Regions from separate parts of the Mus musculus genome. Here all the other regions are linked to region 1. The links are chromatin contacts, called in public Hi-C and promoter capture Hi-C maps. All regions are on one chromosome and are shown on one strand. Each heading gives the region's core, a stretch centred on a gene start, on an enhancer-like site or on the middle of the called end of the contact. The rest is flanking DNA. Distances are from core to core; before and after follow the strand shown.

Region 1 (2,850 bases), core at 251-2,750:
CATAAGAGGTTCATGCCCTGGGCTGAGAATCAAAACTTGGATTCTGAAACAAGCTCTCTCTCTCTCTCTCTCTCTCTCTCTCTCTCTCTCTCTCCATTGTCTCTGAAAAATCTATAAGGGCAGAGACAATCATAAGTGTATCTAGCTCGATGAAATATTTACATTTGCTTTGCACAAAAGGGATAGCCATCTTTCCTCCAAGATAAGAACACAGCCAGAAAGAGCCAACTCCAAAGTTCCTTTGCAAGTTTTAAACTCCACTGATCCCATCGTTAAACAACAAATGCAGTTTTGACAAGAGCATACCACAGTGAGAAATACTGGCGTGGCATGAGGGAAAGAAGCATGCATGCAAAACAGGACTTCGGGTTCCAGTCCCCTTCGCTAACACCTAGGTATTCCAGTTTGGTTTTGGCACGCCCCGCTGGGGTGGGTCAACTGGAATCTGGATCTGTAGGGCGCTGGCGAGGCCTGGGGCCGCGCGCCCACCCTCCCGCAGGCCGAGCAGTCTCCCTTTCCCTCCTGGCCCGGCACTGCGACCCCTGCCTCAGCTCTCCCTTCCTCCTCCCGGCCGGGCCAGCCCGTGGCTCACTTGAGCAAGTCCTTGGATTCAGCCGAAAGCCGGGCCATGTTGGCGGTGGAGAGAGCGGACAGGTGCGGCGGTGGTGGCATCTGGCAGATGGTGCAGGGACAGGGCAGCCCCGCCCAGTGCTGGAAGCCGCTGCCCAATTGTAGCGCGGGCGGCGTGGAGGGCGCCTTGAGCAGTGAGTGGGGAGGACGGATGGTGCCAATGGTCGGCAGGGAGGTCGCGGACAGAGGGGACGAGGCATTGCCAGAGGAGAGCGCGCCGCCCAGGATAGGGTGCACCGGGTGCACAGCGTTGGCTGCGTGTGCCGGGTGGCCGGCCGAATGCCCCACAGTCCCACAGTGGAAGGCCGAGTGGTGTCCCCCGTAGATCTCTCCAACCAACCTCTTCATCTCCTCCAGGGAGCTGGTGAGCATGAGGATGTAGTTTCTGGCCAGAAGCAGAGTGGCGATCTTGGAGAGCTTGCGCACCGAGGGCCCGTGAGCGTAGGGCATGACCTCGCGCAGACCATCCATGGCGAGGTTCAGGTCGTGCATCCTCTTGCGTTCGCGTCCGTTGATCTTCAGCCGCAACTGCTGAAGATCCTGCTCCGACAGCTGCTTCTTGATTTTGTACTTGCTGCTTTCTCCTGCAGCCTTGGCGCCTGCCCTCGAGAGGCTTTCCCCTGGCATCTTCTGGACCATATCGCCCTGTGTGGAGGAGACCGAGTTCAGACGACTCTCCTGATGGTGGTGGTGGTGGCGGTGGTGGTGGTCTCTTAGGTACATCTCATCCATGTCCGGAGATGACGCTCTGCTGGAGACAGAGCTCGAATCAGAATTCATTTTATTACAAGAGATGCGGCCTTATGGTTGAGGAGCCTTTAGGCAGGAAATTAAAGAGAATCTTGAATTAAAAAAAAAAAAAAAAAAAAAGCAAGGTCCAGGAACCCACTTCCCCAGTTGTAAAACCAGAGAAGAAAAGTCAAGGCCCTGCCTTGCCCCGCCTCTCTCTCTCTCCTGGCTTGCTTCGCTATCTCTGGTTTAGCTGTTTCCTGCACTGCACATTGGTGTGTGCCTGAACTAACCTCTTGCAGTAAAAGAGGGGCTTTTATAGCGCTGCAGTGGAGAAAAGAGACAAAAGGAGCCCTCCTATCTATCCTGGGCTGGTTAAGATGACGTGCCATCATCATTCAGGGCGGTGCGCTTTGCTGTCCCAGTTAGCAAGGATTCCTATTCATATTCATTGTGGGGCCGCCCTGGGACACCTCTGCTTGGAACCACAAGGAGCCCCCAGGCACAAAACCCTTTGATTGACACACTCACCGCGGATGCACTGGACTTCTTGTTTTTGTTGTTGTTTTGTTCTTTAAAAACTTTCTTCTGTGCCACTCCCCTCATTCTATTTCTTTTAACCAAATCTTACACTTAAAATGAAGGGAAGGAACAGAAGTTGCCTGGAAGATCAGCCTACGACGTTACTTTGGACTTAGAAGATATGGGTTGTTCTCTATCTAGTTTACAGAAATGTGGGCAAAACAAGGTCTCAATAGAAAGCCGGATACCGGAGCCAAAACGGGGCAGGTTCAACCAGGGAGACTTGGAGACTTTGCTGACTGAAGTTGTTATTCACTGGTACATTTTCTCTAAATTCAGTTAATTTTGTTTATTTGCCCTTTCCGGTAAATTAAAAAAAAAAAAAAAACATGTGCCCATTTGGCAATGCGTTTTTGCCTTTGATGCTACTGTGGAGAAGTCTTCTTTTGCGTTAAAAATAGCGAATTGAAATAATTTTGGTTTTGTACATTTCTTTAACTTCTTAGCTATAGAACTGAGGGAGGAGAGACAAAACCCCCAATGTTATATGAAAATCAATTTAGGAAGAAAATTTGGGGAGAGAAAAGGGTGAAGAAAAATGGGAGAGTTAGGGATTGAAACGAATCTCAAGAGCTCGGTACAGATCTTTGGGGTTCCAGCTTCCCAAATGGGGTAGCTAACTGCCTTCTTCGCCTCAAGTTCCACTGTGTGTTGGGATGGGATGAAGGCAGTCTTTGGCCTCAGGGTGAAAGCTGAGAGCATCCAGAGTTTAGCACCAGACCACCTGGAGCGGCAGCTGAGCAGAGCGGGAGTTCAGGGTAAAATCAAGTGTGTGGTGTGTGTGCGTGTGCATGTGTGTGTGTATGTGTGTGCACAGGACCTGGAGATACCTGTCTGCGGGCTTGTTACAAAGCCGTGGCTCTGAGGATAAACAGACCTGGAGTTTGCTGTGTTCCATAGATGCAAGTT
Region 2 (2,850 bases), core at 130-2,629, 240 kb before region 1:
TTTGCTTAATTTTTTTCCATACATGCATCCTATATTTAATTTAAAATTTTAAATTATGAAAGCACAAGATTTTAATAAGACATTTTCATACATATTGCATACATACCATTATTGCTTCTGATTCATTCCTTAGTTGCTCCTGGCTCTCTGTTTCTGGTCACCTGCCTCCCCCAAGAGTCCTCTCTTCTACATTAATGTCCCATGAGTTTTATTACCCTGCTTTTGCTTGTTTTAAACTCTTCTTCCTCAAGATCTCTTCCTCCCCTCTCATGATTTCCTACACACACTTCTCTGGGGTTGATTTATCATAAGAAAACATGGTAATTGTCTTTTTTAATCTGGCTGTGTAACACAACTAACACTTTTTCTGATTCCACTGTTCTGCAATTATGATTTCATTTTTCTCTATAGCTCAGTGGAACTTCAGTTTGAACATGCACCTCATTTCCTTCATCTGACATCTAGGTGGTTACATCCTAGCTACTGTGAAAATCAGGTCAAGGCAGGATTGGAATCTGCACGCCTAACTGAAGCTCCTGGAAACCATAGGAGGGGTTCAGAGCTGGAACTCGCCTGAGAGTTAAAGAGGTCTCCCCATGCCTTCCAGCAGCTGGAGATTGGGAACTTCTCAGATACTTACGATTAGGGACTGGAAGGGCATGAAAAGTTTTATTGCTGTCTCTAGAGCTCTAATCATAAAGAGGAACTATTCCCAGCATATATGTCCTGGGAATATATAATCATTTGAAATCAAAGGCTCTGAGGATTTAAGCTACGAGAAGAACCCTTGCATCTCAACACTTAAACGCCAGACTAACAAACAAATCAGAATCTCTTAGTATCCGTTGGCACCCCTTTTCCTTCAGAGGATTCCGACTACAGATTGAAAATAAAGTCTGTAAGTCATACACACAATGCCAAACGCTGCCGTGGAAACTAACTGTAAAACAGACCACAGATTTGTGTTGTGTCGGCAAAGAAGAGGCGAAAGCGGCGTGTAAACCGCGGAGCCCCCGGGGCCCCTTGGGGCTGCCTTGCCCAGGGCGGCGCAGCAGGAACGCAGGGACTTCCCAGCCCGGCGCCTCCGGCCTGGCCTCCCGCCCCAGCCCGCAGCGGCTCGGAGAGATTACCCGAGGGAGGCTCAGGATCCTCAGTGCTCGTCAAAGCTCCACTCCCGACCTTCGCAGACAGCATCAGGACCACCAGCAGAATCATCCTGCCAGCTGCCGCCTGCGGGCCCATTCCTGCGCGAGGGACACCTCTGACAGGGGACCCGCGCTGCCCGTGGCCTGGCCTTGGCGTCACGTCCGCCGCAGACTAGTCGCCAAGTCCGCAAGCGGCCTGCCGGGGAGCTGGGTGGGGCCAAAACCAAAGCTTGAGAGACCAGCCTGGGACTGAGGGGCGTGGCTTAAGTGGGAGGCGGAGCCTCACGGGGCAAAGGGTTAAAAGGCAGCTCTTCAGGGGCGGACTCAGGGCGGGGGTCTAGCCAGAGAGGCGGGACCAATACGCAATCTCTTAGAGTTGATTGGAGGTTGGGAGTAGAGGTGGGATGTGAGGCGGGGTCTATACAAGGAGGCGTGTCTTGGCGGGTCTAAAGTGGACTAGGACATGGTTATAGGCGAGGTCTGGACTGGGGAGCCAGGCAGTGCGCTGCGTGGGCGGAGAAGTTTCACTAAGTTGGAGAAGGGGTGGACTAGCCTGAGGTTTGAAACTGTGGGCTCTTCTCTGTATTCAGGACCTGGACTGTGGATACGTTTGAAACTCTGACCGGAACCTTACCTTCTTCAGCCTGACACTACCTTCCTCAGTTCCTCATTCTGGTTATGTAGTAACCTGGGGTTGGAGATTTTTGCCTCAGTCCACAACCAGACACCATGCTTATCTCATCCCTCAGCATGAGGCGTGTTGGAGCCTGAGGTGTTAGAGAAGTTACAAAAATCCTTCTCCAGTTCCCACCAGTTTTGTCCGCGGAACTTAAACTTCTGGTTTTCAAGACAGTTTGTTCAGACTCCCACAACGCAAATCCAATGTGCTTGGCTAGCACTTTATTCTTAGCAAAAACAAACTACCACCACAAAAAGCACATGCCCATTTTAATGATGAAATGTCAAAGGGCGGATCACTAAGTAGTCTTTCATCAAGAGATCGTCCCTCTTGCCTCTCTGACCGCACCGGTTAGTTTAAATCTCTCTCATTCCCCTAAATTCACTTTAGTGACCTTGCACTTACTATAGACAACACTCTTGTGCTGCCTCACTCGCCTCAGCTCTCTTTTATCACCATGTCTGCAAGGAATTTGAATGCAACCCACTCTCCCCTTCTCTTTACTCCACTTTATTTTTAATAACACATTTGCACCCCCTCCTACAATATGCATATTGATTTGATTTTCTCTGCTTCCTAGAATGCAAGCTCTATACCGTAGAGAGAGATACTGGCATGACATTCTCTGAGTCTTCCAAGCAAAATGTTATGAAGACATTCTGCAGACTTGGAGTTACCAGCTAAGGCTTGTTATTTGTCTTGATTAATTAACGAATTAATTATGCTAATAGCCCAGCATTTCTCAGACTTTGACGTCAGGATAAATCTTGGTGACCTTGTGCAGGTTCAGATTCAGTACATATGATTCAGGTTAGACTTCAGTTTTCTGCATTTCTGAAAAAGGTACACAGCAAATGTCTCACCCTTGGTGCTACAGATGTGAGTACTTGGAATAAGAGTTTGGGTGTGCATCTGATATGCACCTCAAGAAAGGCATTTCTGGTCATTGTATGGCACAAGGATAAATTACTGTACTTTGCTGTTTAGGAATATAGAGTAGGAGAGACCGCACCATGCGGCTTGCAG
Region 3 (2,850 bases), core at 180-2,679, 210 kb before region 1:
GACTTCATTTCTAAAATCAGATTCATGAGAATATTGATAAGCAGCCAAATGCACGTCTCCTGTGTGTTGTGACTTTGGCAGTTGATTTAGTCATGGAGTCACCGTGACTATCATTGCAGTGTCCTTTCCATCCTGCTGGAGAGCTCCCTCATTTTCCTTTGTAGTCCTAGACTCCACCCTCCACCAGCCCCTGGCAAGCTCTTGTGTGTGTGTTCTGTCTATGTATGTCAATCTTTTCCTAAGTGCTAGGCAAAGGGAACCATTGGACTTTGTGGCCTTTTATACCCAGCTGCTTTTACTCAGAATGTTGTTTTAAGATTCTACATGTTGCCTATATGCTTGGGCTCAGTTCTTCTTTTTATTTAAGAGGAGAATTCTAGTTACCTCTTCACCATTTCATGGTTGTTTGGATTGCTCCCAGTTTCGGAGATTATGAACAATGCTATTGCTATTATAGACATTTATTTGTAGTTGATTTGTGTATCGGGTTGGGTGGGGAAGTATGTTTGAATCCTGTTGTAGTAAACACTTAAGAGTTAGATCACTGGGTTCTGTGTGAAATGGTTGTTTATAAAAGAAACTGCTCCACAGCTTCCCAAGCCTTCAAGAGCAAATGAGAGTTCCAGTAGCTGGGTGCCCTTGCTAGTATCTGGTAATGTCAGATTTAAAAACTCACTTAACTCTAACCATTTGAGTAACTTATATTTTCTTAGAAAACATCAGTTCTTCTATCTACTTAGTCAGCCCTATTGTGTTTCACTATCTTGAATTTCCTTTTCAATTAACAGAGATTGAGCCCAAATGAGAATGGGGGGTGGGGGGGGGACTCCTGACTCACTCTCTCCTGTGGTTGTACCAGAGGACTCTTCTCTGTGGAATTAAAGAGAATAGTTAGTCCTGGGAAAGAAACAGGGACATGTAGCATGTCAGAAGGACATGGGTGTGCAAGGTAGATCTATTAGTGGCATTTCTTGTGGCTATGAGAGTGTACCTGACAGAAACTTGATGGAAGAATGATCTAATTTGCCTCATGGGTGAGGAAATACAATCCACACCTGCAGGGAATTCATGAAAGAGTGAGCAGCCTGCAGCTGTCTCTGTGGGGGCAGAAGGCACTGACTATATTGCTGCTGCAGTCAGGAAGCAGAGAGATGGCCCTGTCCTGTGACCCAGTCTGCTGGCTGCAGTCTGGGTCCAAAATGTTCTACAACCTCTGCAAATGGCTTTACCAGCTGGAGACCAATTGTTCAAACACATCATCTTGTGTTGGGGACTTTTCCTTTCACAAAAATTAACAGTGAGGAAATGGCTAAGAGAAAATTCTCAGCATGCTGGGAGGAAAGCCAGAGAATCTGGGACCTCTTAAAAAAAATCTTTGTTCCAGAATGACTAATCAGGATGGGTTGTTGGTAGGAACAAACAAGGGAATCTTCGAGCTTACTCAATAACCCAGCCCTAGGGAAACAGAGGCCTGAACTTGGTTATAGTGTTAGTAAGAATGGAGATGGTAAAAAAATTTAAAAGATGAAAGGTTATTTATGTTAATATTTGAATATCAATGAGAAAGTTTACAAAGTCTTGACACAGTTAAATTTCATATTTTGATGAGAAGGACCCCAATATCGCAGTGAAGGATTTTTATTTTATTTATTTATTTATTTATTTATTTATTTATTTATTTATTTATAATGATTTATTTCATTACTTTACTCATATGAACATTTTGTTGGCACATATGTCTGTGTACTGTATGCATGCAGTGCCTGTGGAGGTCAGAAGAAGGCAATGGACTCCCTTGCAAAGGGAGTTGGAGGTGGCTCTGAGGAACCATCTAGGTTCTGGGACTTGAACCCTGGTCATCCTGGTCGTAACCACGGAGCCACATCTCCAGTGCCACAGAAAGGCGTTTTGAAAAATCCCCATCTTACTAAAGTCAGTGGCCAGGCAATTTTCCAGCTGTATTTGACTCCTCCTTGGAAGTGTTGGCATTTGACACACATGGTCACTTGGCACAAACAGAACACCTCTTTTCTTAACCCCAGGCTACCACTTGTAATTTTCTTTCTGCTTCTTACCACTTCCTTTGGTTTCCCTTCTGCTTCCCTTGCATGTCCTCATCTCTAACTGTATTTCTCTAGCCTGAACCCATCCTCAGACTGGCATATCCACTTACTCAACGTTAACGGCTCCACAGACTCTTGGTCTCTGGGTCCCACGCTCACATTTTCTGTGGTTCCACTATTCCAAGTGCTAAGGTCCCAAACCAAAAATAAAGCCTTCCTAGACTTTCCTCTATATCTTACATGTTAGTTCCCATCTGTCACCTGTGTTGTAGTGCCAGGAAGTATAGTGACTACCCCCCAAAACCAGACAGGTGCCAATCTAATGCAACCCACAAGAGGGTCTTTATGCTATTTGAGCTAGCTCAGGTCTCTCCAACCCACCACTGTCACACAGGACGGTTTTGGTGTAGAGGAGCCCCCAAATATCTATTGGGGAAAGGCTTTATAGTAACCAGCAAGCAGGGATGGATATGCGTGCTTCTAATTGGGAAGTTAACATAATTGACTTTAACATAATTGGCTGGTGCTGGGAGTCATATCAAAGCTTAATTTCTGCTCCCCTCTGCATTGGTGGTTGTTAGGCAGGGGGTGAGCTTGTAACTTGGGGGTGCAGGTTTGTTGGGGGAATAACATGGAGATACTGGTCTTGTTGGAGATTCGTCTAGAGACGGGAGCTAGGCTCCAGTTTTGTTGGGGGGACAACTTGGAAACTAATGTTAGGTACGAGTCTTAGTTTACCTGAGTTCAAACGTAGGTCAGGTTCTCTAAAGTAGAGTCTGGACTTAGA

Evidence for each region. Promoter capture Hi-C pulls out the DNA fragments that hold promoters and counts their contacts. A called contact is a pair of places that touch in the nucleus more often than the background predicts.
Region 2: a contact with region 1 is called in a promoter capture Hi-C map of embryonic stem cells, with 11 read pairs. The contact joins the promoter of Ifngr1 here to the promoter of Olig3 in region 1. A contact is called at or near these places in 5 of 39 promoter capture datasets (cranial neural crest, embryonic stem cells and stem cell-derived epiblast-like cells), 1 of 484 Hi-C or Micro-C datasets (embryonic stem cells), 1 of 115 datasets of contacts at active chromatin or transcription factors (double positive thymocytes) and 1 of 9 other capture datasets (pancreatic islet).
Region 3: a Hi-C map of double positive thymocytes shows a contact between it and region 1, with 3 times the contacts expected there. The contact joins the enhancer-like site here to the promoter of Olig3 in region 1. A contact is called at or near these places in 1 of 39 promoter capture datasets (liver), 1 of 484 Hi-C or Micro-C datasets (double positive thymocytes) and 1 of 9 other capture datasets (pancreatic islet).

Annotation. Positions count from the first base shown.
Region 1 is chr10:19,355,189-19,358,038 of GRCm38.p6, reverse strand. Olig3 (oligodendrocyte transcription factor 3) reads right to left here and starts at 1,500. Exons shown (of 1, transcript NM_053008.3): 1 at 1-1,500. The coding sequence starts at 1,410. The coding sequence ends at 589.
Region 2 is chr10:19,590,478-19,593,327 of GRCm38.p6, reverse strand. It overlaps Ifngr1 (interferon gamma receptor 1), which reads right to left and starts at 1,379. Exons shown (of 7, transcript NM_010511.3): 1 at 1,131-1,379. The coding sequence starts at 1,242.
Region 3 is chr10:19,562,055-19,564,904 of GRCm38.p6, reverse strand. No RefSeq gene overlaps it. Among named protein-coding and RNA genes, the nearest start is that of Ifngr1, 28 kb to the left of the region's middle. Within about 2 kb of position 1,429, at least 43 of the 459 cell types and tissues checked have an H3K27ac peak or open chromatin away from gene starts, as enhancers often do. A contact at or near this core is called in double positive thymocytes, where this site is marked.